Regions from separate parts of the Oryctolagus cuniculus genome. Here region 1 is linked to region 2. A link is a contact called in public Hi-C data. All regions are on one chromosome and are shown on one strand. Each heading gives the region's core, a stretch centred on a gene start, on an enhancer-like site or on the middle of the called end of the contact. The rest is flanking DNA. Distances are from core to core; before and after follow the strand shown. Region 1 has its middle 56 kb from the start of DYNLT2. Region 2 has its middle 24 kb from the start of PSMB1.

What was found. A called contact is a pair of places that touch in the nucleus more often than the background predicts.
Region 1: a Hi-C map of psoas muscle shows a contact between it and region 2, with 13 times the contacts expected there. The contact joins two enhancer-like sites. A contact is called at or near these places in 3 of 6 Hi-C or Micro-C datasets (ear pinna, psoas muscle and an unstated tissue).

Annotation. Positions count from the first base shown.
Region 1 is chr5:528,601-535,248 of mOryCun1.1, reverse strand. No RefSeq gene overlaps it. Among named protein-coding and RNA genes, the nearest start is that of DYNLT2, 56 kb to the left of the region's middle. Within about 2 kb of position 4,553, at least 1 of the 8 cell types and tissues checked has an H3K27ac peak or open chromatin away from gene starts, as enhancers often do.
Region 2 is chr5:80,139-86,941 of mOryCun1.1, reverse strand. No RefSeq gene overlaps it. Among named protein-coding and RNA genes, the nearest start is that of PSMB1, 24 kb to the right of the region's middle. Within about 2 kb of position 4,456, at least 1 of the 8 cell types and tissues checked has an H3K27ac peak or open chromatin away from gene starts, as enhancers often do.

The DNA of each region.
Region 1 (6,648 bases), core at 3,304-5,803, 450 kb before region 2:
CCAGTGGTTTCCTGACAGGCCATGTGCTTCTCTCCCCGACTCTCAGAACCCTGGCAGATACTCACAGCCCTCTTAGAGGGCACAGAGGCAGGTAAGGGGGTGCCTCTGTACAGGAGGTCTGGTACCCCTCAGTCTGGGGACTTGGGGAGAGTGTGGCTCTCACGCAGTCAGGCAGTGGAGGGTGACACTGCTGCCAGCTGTGTCAGTCCCCAGCACCAGGATCAGCCACTACCAAGTCTCCTTGGATGTGCCCACTGACACATGTGCCACCCTCTGTCCATTACAGAAACCACAGGCATGTCACTTTCAGGCCCATCGTTCCTAATGGCCCCGAGTGGCTGGGTGCATGGTGGCACTCTCACTGTCCCCCTGCCTGTGGGGGACGGCCACGACACTCCAGTTCCAGGCTTCCCTTATTAGTGTGTTTATGGGGTGAGGGTGGGCTCAACAGACCACTCGTTGAAAACCAAGAAGCAAGACAAGATCCCTGCCTTCCTAAACTCTGGGATTTCTTTCTGTAGCATACCCAGAGAGTGGCGCCATCTTAACTTCCACGTTAGGTCTGGGGACTGGGGCCTCATGAGGATTTGGGGAGGACATAGCTCAGCCCCCAGCAGGGACGAGTGAGGGCCTGGGGTGGCATCTGGCACTGGGCCCCGCATGACACCGCCGGGTGCGGCCTTTCTTGGTGTGGGCTCTGAGCTGGGAGAGCTGTGTCCCGGTGAGAATTTGTCTCACCATGCTGGGCCAGGGCCTCGGGGGACCCTTCCCTGCTGTGGCTTCGTGCTAGGGCAGTAAGCAGGCCCACAAGAGCCGCCCTGCTAGTGTGTGCTGCTCTGTCCCTCGACGAGGGCGAGCTCCCTCACCTTTGCTTGCTGTCTGTTCCCAGGTGAGCAGCCGACTTCCGAGGGACACTGCCATTGCCTTCCCCTGACGGCCACATCTTGGGGGCTGCAGCCCTTTGTTTCCCCCAAATGAGGTTGTGTCTGCTCGCCTCACAGGTGACGGCATGTATGGTTTAGGGCCAAGCATCTGAAGGAAGCTGCCATGGCTCGGCTTGTCGGAGGAGTCACCATTTCTGCTCTTGGTTGATCCATGGTGTCACGCTGCTGGGGGATTTGGAGAACTGACAGGTGACAGGGCCGCCTCAGATGCCCCTGCGTGCCTTCTGTTCTCTCTCCCCACTGGCCAAATATCTTTTATAGACTGAAATTATTGCAAGAAGGGAAAAGTTGAAGATTAGCTAATTTTGTTCTCCATCAAAGGCAACAATGAAAGTAATTGGGAGTGGGTGTTTGGTTAGTGGGTGGGACGCCTGCACCCCACATAGGACTGCCTGGGCTGGAACCCCAGCTCTGGCTCCTACTCCTGCTTCCCGCTAATGCAGACTCTGGGGGCCAGTAGTGATGGCCCAAGTGATTTGGTCCATGCCACCACATGGGGGACCTGCATTGAGTTTCCAGCCCCTGGCTCCAGCCCTGGTCATTGCGATCCTTTGGGGAGTGAATCAGTGGAAGGGCGTGCTTTCTCTTCCTCTCCTTCTCTTAAAAAATGCAGCAACAGCAGACCTGTGCACACTGAAAGTGTCGTCCCCTGCTCCCTGGGGAAGTAAACTACTGCTTCCTGTAGCAGCTGTGCTGCTCCTCTGGGTGCACAGAATTCAGCTGCAGGAGGAGACGTTTGCCCTTGCGCCTTGTTTCATGCGGCAGAGGAAGGAGCATTCTGAGCGGAGCCGGGGAGGCCTCGCCTGGTGTTGCTGATCAGCTCTGCAGCCTGCCCGGTCGCCGCCCCTCACTGAACAGTCAGCTTTGTGGGCTCCTGGCTGCCCACACAGGGCGTCCAGAGTGGCCCTCGGGGAGCATCAGGTACCCGTTCCCTCCCAGCCTGCCGCCTGCCTCTGTTACCAGACGTGTGGTGACAGCAGCAGTTTTGATGCGGATTAATCAAGTTTACGGTGCCGTGGTCCGGGCAGATGCATTCGCCCCTGTGCAGCTCTCCACCCCCTTCTCCCCCTGCAGGAGGCTGGAGACTGATGGGCACGCGCACAACCGGGAGAGCCCTTTGGGGCTGCGGCCCTGTCGTTTTGCCTCTGCATCCATCTTCCCTCTATTCCTGAATGCATAGCCTGTCTTGTTACAGCTGTGCGTTCTTTCCCCCAGCTTTCATTTTGGAAAATCTCAAAGCTGCAGCAGTGTCTCACAGCTGGTACAGTGCATTCCCACGTGACCCTCGATAGTTGCTGGCATCTTGCCACACACATTCACCTCTTTGTAGGTGTAGCATTCTCGTGGCTGAAGCAGCCACTGATTCTCACTCCACTACACTGCATTGTCGAATGGGGCGGAGAGATGCCCTACAGCAGCCACTCGGGAGGGTGGATGGTGACAGAACACCGTCCAACACGCAGGGAAGACGACAGAACACTTGCCTGCACGGTAATGGCAGTAGAATACCACTGCCTCGTACCGCGTTGAGGTTTTTTCCAGTGGGGTGATGTCCCTACACCTCCCTCCCTTCACGGAGCTTACTGCTTGTTTTGGTCACTACACTGACTTTTTTACTTAGAATGGTTAGTTCCCTGGCTCTAGGTTCTTTCCCTCTGTGTCATGGACATTTTTGAGAGTCAAGTTTTGTTTACCTGGTGTCCGTCATTGGGATTCACTCGCTTGTTCCCTTATGTTTGACACTTAAAGGTACACTACATACATGACACTACATGTTTCCGTTCACATCAGGACACACCATCCACATGCACAGTGCCGTGTCCTCCGTGCACCATGGCAAGAAGCACATGGTGTGTATGCGCCCCTGGCATCATTGTCACGTGGCGCTCCATCCATCCGGTAGGGAGTTGAGGCCGATTTCTTCACTTCCGGAGTCACTAGGATGGGGTTGACACCTGAGCCCACGCGAGCACCCTTCTCCATTAGCCTTTCGGCATCTAATGGTAATTCCTGCCTGAACCTGTTTTCTTGGCTGTTAAATGATTTCCTGAATTTCTCCAGAAAAGGGGCATTCTTTTGTTTCAGGCCGTAGAGGTGAGGTCAGGGGTCATAAGTCTAGGAGCACCTGGAGCCCCGTAGCATGCTTCCTGCTGGCCACTGGCAGAAGGGAAGTCAGTTTGTGGTCCACATCCAAGCTCATTTCCATTTATTTATTTGAAAGTCATAGTTACACAGAGAAGGAGAGGCAGAGAGAGAGAGAGCGAGAGCGCAAGCGAGCTTCCTTCTGCTGGTTCACTCCCCAATTAGCCACAACAGCCACGGCTTCGCCAGTCCGGAGCCAGGAGCTCCTTCCAGGTCTCCCATGTGGGTGCAGGGGCCCAAGGACTTGGGCCATCTTCCACTGCTTTCCCAGGCCATAGCAGAGACCTGGATCTGAAGTAGAGCAGCCGGGTCTCGAACCGGTGCCCATATGGGTTTCTGGCACTGCAGGCAGCAGCTTTACCTGCTACACCACAGCGCCGGCCTCCCAAGCTCATTTCATCCTAGCAGCTGTTTGCTGAGTACCACGGGCAAGCCCCGGGCCTGCCTGCCAAGTGTGCAGACAAAATGAGGCCTTCCCAGCCTTCCAGCAAAGCGGGCGTGCAGCCCTGCTGCCAGGTGACGCGGGGCGGCATCTGTCAGTCCTGCGAGGGTGACAGTAACACAGAGAAGAGTAAGACACAAGCACAGGGTCTGCTGTCCTCAACTGATTCTGAAAGGAAAGCCCAGCCAAGCTAAGGTCATCCAGAGTCTCCTGCGCACGCCGGGCTGTGCTGAGCACGCCTTGGTGCTCCCTGATCCACAGCCTCCTCACGTCTCCCCGGCAGAGTGGACAGAGCCGCGAGGCCCCATCAACTCCTCCAGACACCTGCTCACGTGAGCACCAGGGAGAGGTGAGCTGGTGGTGCTGAGGTTTGGAGAAGCAGGGACAGTGAGGGCTGGGAGATGAGGAAGACGCGGGCGGGGTGGGCCATTTGTGGAGACGAGCGTGAGGCGCTGGGTGAGGCAGAGCTGCTGAGCTGTGCACGGCCTCCGCTTTCCCCCCCAGCGTCTGCCAGCGTTGCCTGGAGCCCAGGTGAAGTGAGTCCGTCAGCCAGCACTTGCACCTGAAGCGCGAGCCCAACGGCCATCCAGAAACCTGGTGCAGCCGGGAGGAGGAAGATGGGGTTTGGGGCCGCAGACGGAGACTGGCTCCACCACGCACCTGCTTCGTGGCAGCTTAGGTAACTCCTGGCAACTTGGTTTCCTGGGCAGCGAAGTGCAGAGGTCTGGGAATGCCAAGGCTGGTTCCTGGCCTGAGGCATCAGTGAACACCAGCACTTCCTGGGTGGGCCTGGGAGCTCCCTGCTCAAGGTTCCCTGTGTGTAGGTTCACAGAACGCAAGCAGCCACCTTGTTCATTTCCCCCGCCTGCTCGCTCTTTCCGCTGCTGTGCCAGTTTGGGTGAGCGAGCTGCTGGAGACACACCTGCCTGGCCCCTCTCCCTCGGGTTCCAGCTGTGTGTTGCGTTGCATTGCTTCTGGCGCGACGGGGGGTGGCGCTGTTTGCTAAGGCAACACCACGGTTGTGAGAGGAAGTGGGAGACTCCTAAAGGGCCATCAGTTCAGGTCAAATGGTCCTCGCTTTTCCCTTTGGCTGTAGCAGGTGGAGTGCTTCAGCGTCACCAGATGGCGAAAGTGAGCAAGGAGCCTGGGACCCTGACCTGATAATGAGATTTCCATTCGTGTGTGGTTGATGGAAGACCCGCGCAAACGTCCTCTAAATAACCTGTGCGTCTCGGCCAGTGAGGACTGGGTCTGGGGATGGCTGTAGGGGACGCTGCCTGCCCGGGGTGACAGCAGTCCCCGGAGAGTGGAGGAGGCGCCCGGGTCATTAATCAGGGCTACGTCCTCTGCGAGAATCATCTGTGGCTCAGGGACACCTTGCACAGGGGCTGCTCTTTGTTTAAAGAAGCGGGCTGAGCTCCCGCAGAGCCGTGTGCAGGGTGCAGATGTGCTGTGGAAATCGTCTTTAACGACCCGTCTATGGGGCGCAGTCTGAATTCGCACCTTGGTGTCACCGTAAATCTGTCCACACTGCTGCAGAGAAACGGAGCATGGCCTTCCAGGGCAAAGCCTGGGCCCATTTGTGCATGGCTTTGACAGGCTGTCAAGGGAAATTCTTTACCCTGGGCAAAAGGGAGTGGCTGTGGTGTGGTTTATAGCCACACCAAGTAATTTTAGTAGAACGAGTGACTCGCTGTTTCACGGTGTCTGAGTGTTACAGGGGACCTCTGGTGTCTCTTGGGCCTCAGATAAAGAGGAATCCACGTGAATTAATTCGAGACTATTTCGCTCTAGGATCAAATTTTAAGTTTTTCTAACAACAGCAACAACAAAAGACCCAGGACCCCAGGATGAACGCAGGAAGTTCCTCTGACACATCATTTAATCACTCTAAAAGCATTCTGTTAGCTTCAAAAATGCCAGCCCTGAAACGAGGCCCTGAGCCAGTGCTTGCAGTCTGTGCAGCCGGCGGCCACAGGCCCGTCATTATCAACATCAGAGCCGCCCTTCTGAGCAGCTCATTACCTCAAAGCACTCTGCCGTCATTAACCGTCCACGTCTGTGGACACCCCAGAGGCAGGCAGTATCATTAGCTGCGTTCGGGGGCCCCGGAGACGCCGGGGCCGCTTGCCCGTCCTTGCTGCATAGCTCCTTCTCCAGGCGCGGCCATTTGCTCTGAACCTCACAGTGATCCCACCCGGGGACGCGCGCCAGGCTGGTTATTCTGAGGATTCGTCCTGGGGGGCCTGGGGAGGAGGATGTGTGGGTCCCGTTGCATAGATGCAGACACAAGAGGCACGGAGAAGGGCCAGCTCGTGTCACTTGCACGCTGGTCCCCAGGCTGTGGGGCTGTTGGTGCTGCTGTCCACGGTGAGGCCAGGAGGTCTGGTCAGTGGGCAGAGGCTCCCTGCCTTCCAGCCCGCGCAAGCCTGCTCTACCTCACTAAGGAGCCTGCAAAGTGGACTGCAGCCTCCTGTTACACAGTGCGGCAGAATTCGCTCACCGGCTCCAGGCCTGACGGCATCCACACTGTGAGACGCCCTTTGCTCCACCTGGTCAAGTGTGACAGGAGCCTCTCCTCTGGTTGGGCTGTCCTGGGGTGGCCAGGTCTTGGTGTGGACCCAGCGTCTGTATCTCCAGGTCTTGTTTCTGATCTTTGCTTTGTGACGATTCCAGTTTCTCTGGTCTGCATGAAAGTGACACAATAAATAGAACAAATAATCTGCAAACAGGTGCTTATGGAGCCGCCACTCCACGCAAGACGTTCTACTAGGGAGGTGGCCCCGGGCCTCATGGGCTCATTTGAGAAGGGAGCCCAGACCCTCAGAGACAGCCACTGGGGCCCAGCAGTCACCACGGAGGGGCCCCGAGGGGCAGCAGGGCAATGCAGAAGCATACGAGAGAGCAGGTAGTCATGCCTGGGTCTGGGCAGGAGAGAGAGCCGGGCTCCGCACTCCACCAGGGAGCCGTCACCCTCTGTCCCTGTGTCCTGCTCACACACACCACGGCCGGAGTCGCTGGGTGAGGCTGGGGCCGCTGCAGCTGGAGAAGAGACCAGGGCAGGAAAAACCAAGCCGCGGTGCGTGTGGGAGGCCCGCATGGCGTCCTGATAGTACAAGG
Region 2 (6,803 bases), core at 3,207-5,706:
GAGCTTCTTCTGGTCTCCCACGTGGATGCAGGAGTCCAAGCACTTGGGCCATCTTCTGCTGCTCCCCCAAGCCATTAGCAGGGAGCTGGATTGGAAGTGGAGCAGCCAGGACATGAACCCGTGCCCATATGGGATGCTGGCGCTGTAGGCCAAGGCTCAACCTGCTAAGCCACAGCAATGACCCGGTTCATGGACACTTACGAGACAATCAAGGAAATGTGAACATGGACTGGATATGTAGTTGATCTTAGAGGTATGATCATGGCATTTTGATCATATTGTAAACTATGGCCATTATCTTTCAGAAGCACTAAAGTATTTATGAATGAAATGACAGACTTGCCGGATTTCCTTTAGCATAACCTGGAGGAAGGCAATGGGGAGGGGGAATGAAATGGGCTGGCCTTGAGCACTTACTGAAGTGGGTCAGGGTACAGGGCTCAGTTTGCCAGTCTCGTGGTGTCTGTCATGTGCATCTGAGATATTCCATAATAAAATACATGAATGAGTAAATGAAGCATTAGAGAAGTCAAGGAAGCAATCATGTGTGAGTACTAATAAACCGAAGCATGCCAGGCACTTTAAAAGGCAAAGGGAAGCTACTCGCCTCCAGGGAACTGCTCTGGTTTGGGACAGACCCGTGCTAGCCCACGTCAGAGGGAGGGGGCAGAGCCAGATGTGCTGCGGCACCCAGAGGGCTTCACTCCACGCCAGCCAGAAACTCAGCAAATGAAGATTCCAGTCTTCCCTGTGTTGACATTTTTCCCCGCAGCTCTGTGCAGATTCACTAAAGAGAGTACACTTGTCCTCGGACACACCCCAAGCCTCTGACAAGCCTTTGCGGTCCTGTCCTTTGGTTCTGTGGGTACTGTGAGAGAGTGTGTCGGTGTCTCCCATTCACAGAGGGGACCCTTCCAGTGGATCAGGAAACCCAGTCATTGTCCATTTGGCTTTGCCTTCATGTTGTCTCGGCATGTTGGCCCGCACTCCAACACCACTTGTTTCACCAGGGTTTTGAAGTGCGTGCTGCAGATGAGGCTCCTTTCACCTGCATAAAGCACAGCGGAGCCTTTGTACACATCTTCTAAAGACTCTGGGTTTTCCTGGTTACTTGTGCAGCTCCGTGAGGAACAGGCAAATCAGGGTCTGAGCTGCCAGCAAGGAGCCCCCGAGTACGCACGGCTGGGGAGGGCCTGCCAGTCAGAAGACCAGGCACACCTGCTGACTGCACCTCAGCTGGGCGAGTGAGGCTCTCTCAAGGAACAAATGGAGTCTTTACTAAGCCACCAGGGAGATGTTTTTCATTAAGTTGATCACTAAATCACAGCCACAATCACAATAAAATACTTTAGAAAGTTTAGTTGGTTCTTCTGAAATCACACAAATATGTAAGGGGAGTTATTAAATATACAACTCTAAATTTATGAACTTATGTCCTAAAATTTGAGAAAGTGCTAAAAGTCCACTCGAGGCTGTCTCTGAAATCAAGAAAATTGCCTGCGCTGGGCCACTGCTCTCGGTCAGCCTGGATGTTCTTCTGAGCCACTGTACTTGCTCTCCGTGCCTGCAGCACTGGTGCAGCGCTGTGCTCTGTGCAAGTCTGCGCTGTCTGCCCTGCTGCCCTCCCGCCTTTAAAGCTACCACTCTCAGGGCTGCACAGCAGCCCCAGAGCACGTCAGCAGTTCTTTAAACTTCCCCTCGGTTGGTCACTGAAGGCGTCCAGAACAGAAAAGCTGCCCTCCTACAAGGTTCCCCTTCCAGATGAGCTCTGCTGAGCCACACCTCGGCCCTTTTCTCAGAGGGAACCAAGAAAGGAGCCGTAAGATGCTGCGTATCGCAGGGTTAGGGCTTCAGCCTCGCTCTGTGCCCAGGTAAACCCGAGGCTGTTGGCTTAGAAAGGATGGAAGCCTCACCTCTTAGAAAGGATGGAAGCCTCACCTCGCTTTGCCTGTCTGCAGGAAGCTCCTTCCTCCCCCTTTGTGCTCAAGGCTCTCTCACCTCCCAGGGCTCCTACTGGAAGTCACAAGCCTGCTCCCACCCATGCCTGGCCTCTTTCTCCCACTCACTGGTAACTTGAGGGGAAAAACTGGGCTCTGTTGTGTCCACTGCTTCATCCCCAGGGCTGGGCAGAGAGGGTGGTGAGACCCTGGCTCACATCCCCAGTGTTTTGCTGTCACTCAAGTCTTTGCACAGCCCCGCTGTGGTCTCTCACCTGTGTCTGACGCACACCCCTCTCTGCGCCCACACCCCACTCTCAGTGCTCCTCGGGCTGTGTGCCTGCTGTCTACAGAGACCTGCACTCCCTACTCCCCGCTGTGTCTTCAGGACTCAGAAGGTGCCTGAGCAGAAAGGATAAACGCAGCACAGTGGGTGTCTGTATAAAACATCCCAGTTCCTCCCCTAAATACACAAAGAAGCAAATTCTGATGTCTAAAAAACCATACTTGGGTAACCCAGGCTCTCCTAATCTGGCAATGTGGGCTGTGATTTCTCTTAGTACTAGGTTGTTGGTGTTGCCCCATGAATCGGATCTCCCTGGCTCTCCTGGCTCTCTGCTCCTCCTTGTGGCCACACCTTCCCTCCAGAAGCACTGATCTCTGATGGGCGGCTGCACACAGCTTTCAAGCAAAGTTTTCTGCGAGAAATATAAGGAAACCACAAATTTCCTGGGAAATTTTCATGAGCCCAAAACCCATGCACAAGAAGGCTGGCAGGTTCCCTGGGGGTCTTGCCTAATGCTGAGAATTTTTGAGAGAATTTGCAGGTGGCATCTCCCAGGAAACCCTAAGAAAAGGGCTGGTGTAGTCTACAGGACCAAAGCTGAGGTTCTCAGGATTTTTTTTTTTTTTTTTTTTAAGATTTATTTATTTGAAAGTCAGAGTTACACAGAGAGAAGATGCAGAGAGAGAGGTCTTCCATCCGCTGGTTACTCCCCATTTGGCCACAACAGCCGGAGCTATGCCAATCTGAAGCCAGGAGCTTCCTCTAGGTCTCCCATGTGTGTGCAGGGGTCCAAGGACTTGGGCCATTTTCCACTACTTTCCCAGGCCATAGCAGAGAGCTGGATTGGAACTGGAGCAGCTGGGTCTTGAACTGGTGCCCATATGGGATGGCGGCACTGCAGGCGGTAGCTGTATCTGCTATGCCACAATGCCGGCCTCTCTCAGGATTTTAAAGAAGAAAACGTGAAACCATCCCAGAGGAAGCAGCAGCCTCCCCAATTTTACCGCCCAGGCAGGGCTCCCAAAAATCAGCTGTGAAAAGCAGACAGACCTGTGCACAGGAGGAGTAAGAATGCAGAATAGAAAAGGGGGAGAAAAGATACAGCTTTTGAAATAAACAGTGTTTAAAAAGAAAAACAAAATTAAATAGGGACCCATAAACAAGTCTGCTACACATATTAACATTTCAAGGATAGCCCTGAGTTCAAGTAGTTGCCCAGACCCTACATTACAGCATGTTTTAACCTCTGTTTTAGGAAAGAGTATCATTATAGTTACACTTCCCTTTCTCACCCACTGTGACAAGGCTGTCTTGGACTTGATTTCTCTCTGAGCAAAAAAGAAACAAAGCAAAATAACCTGCAGCCTGCAGGCAAGTGCCACACCAACGCCAGCCCCAGGAGGTGAAAGGCTCTTTCTTATGGTGTGATTGGGAACCCAGAACTCCCATAGGCAGAGATCTTGCTTCACGGCTTTGTGGGTATTTTCTACTGCTGCCACCTCTGCCAAATCTTCAGCTAAGACCCTCAGTGGCATACATGGATTCCGCTCCTTGGTGCATCATGACAAGGTCCAACTGAAATTTACTGATGAACAGGAGCAAAAAGGACCAGATAGCACAAAACAAAGAAACCCAGAGAGAGAGGAGGAGAATAAAACACATATACACACATTTTCTTTAAAAAAATTTTTTTAAATTCATATGAAAGGCAGAGTGACAGAGAGTGGGAGACAGAGAGAGAGGTCTTCCATCTGCTGGATCTCTCCCCAAATGGCCACAACAGCTGAGGCTGGGTCAGGCTGAAGCCAGGAGCCTAGAACTGCATCCAGGTCTCCCACGTCGGGGCAAGAACCCAAGCACTAGGGCCATCTTCTGCTTTCCCCGGCGTATTAGCTGGGAGTGCCACCACTGAGATACTGAGTCTTGATCTTAGCTCTGCCACCCATCACCTGCCTGGACAAACCACTTGAACATTCTCTCCCTTTCTCCTTAGTCTCCCTGTTTACAAGTCTATGGCTCCAGAAGAAATCCGTTATCCGATTCTGGTCTCCCTGAATTGTAGCCAGTCCCTTCTCCTTCCTCACTCCAGTACACCCCAGGACAGACCACTGCCAGTTCTGCCCTCCCCACTTCACTACAGGATGCGCTGATATTTAGAACATCAACAGGCTGTCCTTACTTCCAGGTTACAGGACAGGATTTATGACCAGGCTCCAGGTTCCTTTGCCGGAGCACAGCCAAATCTGAGCACTGACAAAACTTGGGCAACTAACTGGTCCTCACTGAGGCCGAGGCCAGGCTGGATGTGTCAACACTGCCATCTGGTGGTCTCTAGGAAAGGGACATGGGGCCCTGATGCTCAGGGAAGAAAAGGTCTCCCTGCCTTCTGAGAGTCTGCCAACTCCTGAGCACAGTCAGTGCAGAGATCAGGCCGTTGGCCTGCTTGTGGACAAATTAGAGGACCACACTTTAGAAAAAGTCAGCCCCGCGGCACAGTAGGTTAATCCTCCACCTGCAGTGCCGGCATCCCATATGGGCGCTGGTCCTAATCCCAGCTGCTCCTCTTCCAATCCAGCTCTCTGCTATGGCCTGGGAAAGCAGTGGAAGATGGCCCAAGTCCTTGGACCCCTGCACCCATGTGGGAGACCAGGAAGAAGCACCTGGCTCTTGGCTTCAGATTGGCGCAGCTCCAGCCACTATGGCCACTTGGGGAGTGAACCAACAGATGGAAGACTCTGTCTCTCCCTCTCACTGTCTGTAACTCTACCTCTCAAATAAATAAAATCTTAAAAAAAAAAAAAAAGAAGAAGAAGAAGAAAAAGTCAGCCTACAGGGGTAGGTTCTGGCACAGTGGTCAAGTCACATCCCACATGGAAACAACCCCGGTCTGCCTCCTGTCTACAGCAGTTCTGATCCAGCTCCCGACTAAGCTCACCCTTGGGGGCAGCAGTGACTCAAGTATTTGGGCCCTGTGACCCAAAAGGGGTACCAGTTCTAAGCTCCTGGCTTCAGCATGGCCCAGCCTGGTATCCCTGGAAGTTCTGGGGATTTGGGGAGTAAAACAGAAAACAAAAGATCTCTCTGCCTCTGCCTTTCAAATAAAAATGAGTACGTATTCTAAAAGCCCATGAATATCAACGACAATATTCTATCGTAGAAGAACTGTCTTTCAAAGGGTACACAAGCAGCAAAGCAGCCACTCATCCCAACGTACAGCCAAGGCATGGAAGCTCCTCCAGAGCAGAGGGGGCAGTAAACGGTCACCATTTTGAAATGCACACATAGATCCTGTGAACCCTCCCTGTTCAAGAGCAAAGCCAGGCACAGGATGCCAACAGACAAACCAATAGTGACCCTGAGGGCAAAACAGAGCTCAAACACCCTTTGTCCTGTGGAGTAGAACTCACAGTGAGTGCCTGCACACACCCTTTTGTCCAAACTGCCTGTGGACACCGTTGCCTTGCCCCACAGAACTGACAACTTAAAAACAAGGAGTTTGAAGTCCCTTTGCACCAGCAGACCCAAGCCAGGGGTCTGAGCTGCTTGCAGACACCATGCATCCTTTAAACATATCTGTGCCTCTAAGAAGGCTTTGAGTACCTCCAGCCACCCAAATTTTGCATAACAGAGATGGGTCAGCATGACGGTGCAGCAGGCTAAACTGCCACTCAGGACATCTGCGTCCCATATCGGAGCGCCCGCTTGAGGCCCCGCTCCTCTGCCTCCCTTCCACCTTCCTGCTAACGCACCTGGGAAGGCAATGGATGATGGCTCAAGCACTTTGGCCCCTGCCACTCACGTGGGAGACCTGGCTGGCGTTCCTGGCTTCTGGGTTCAACCTGACTCAGCCCTGGCTGTTGTGGGCATTTGGGGAATGAACCAGCAGATGGAAAATCCCATACCCTGCCCCGTCCTGTCATTCTTTGAAACAAACAAAAAAAAGTAGCAAAGAATTGCACTAATATTGAACTTAAACCCCAAGTTCATAGACGCTCAGAAGAAATAAACGGAATGTTTGTGTTGGGAGAACCTCAAAGACAGTAAACAATTTTCTGGACTTTCAGGAGTTAAAGTGAAGGGGGCATTACATGAAGTCAAACAGGTTTAGCACAATCTCTGAGGTGAGGATGGGGGAACCAGCTCACAGCTAGTAAGGGAAGCGTCTAGGAGGCGGGAGGGTGGCCCACGAGAGGGGCTGAAGAGCAAGAAGCTAGAGAACTTTATGCAGTAATGAAAACCACGGACAGGCACTGGACGAGTGGCTGGTGCCAAGCCAAGGGGCAGCAGCAGCTGCCTCGCCTTCGGCCCAGGCACAGGCGGGGCACGGTGGGGGTCTGTGCTGGCTCATCGGCTGGTGTGGACCTCCCAGGGCTCCCAGCTCCTTCAGCCCTCACCAGGCTCTTCTTCAGTTTATCCCCAGCTCCTGCGCCAGGTGCACGTTTGGCCTACAACACAGAAGGCCGGCACTGACTAATGAAGTGGGAAGTCTGAGGCAGTGAGGCTGGCACAGGTGTCCCAGGTCACAGTCCACTCTGTCCTTGAGTTCAGCACTCCATACCACATCTCAGCCCCACCCACCC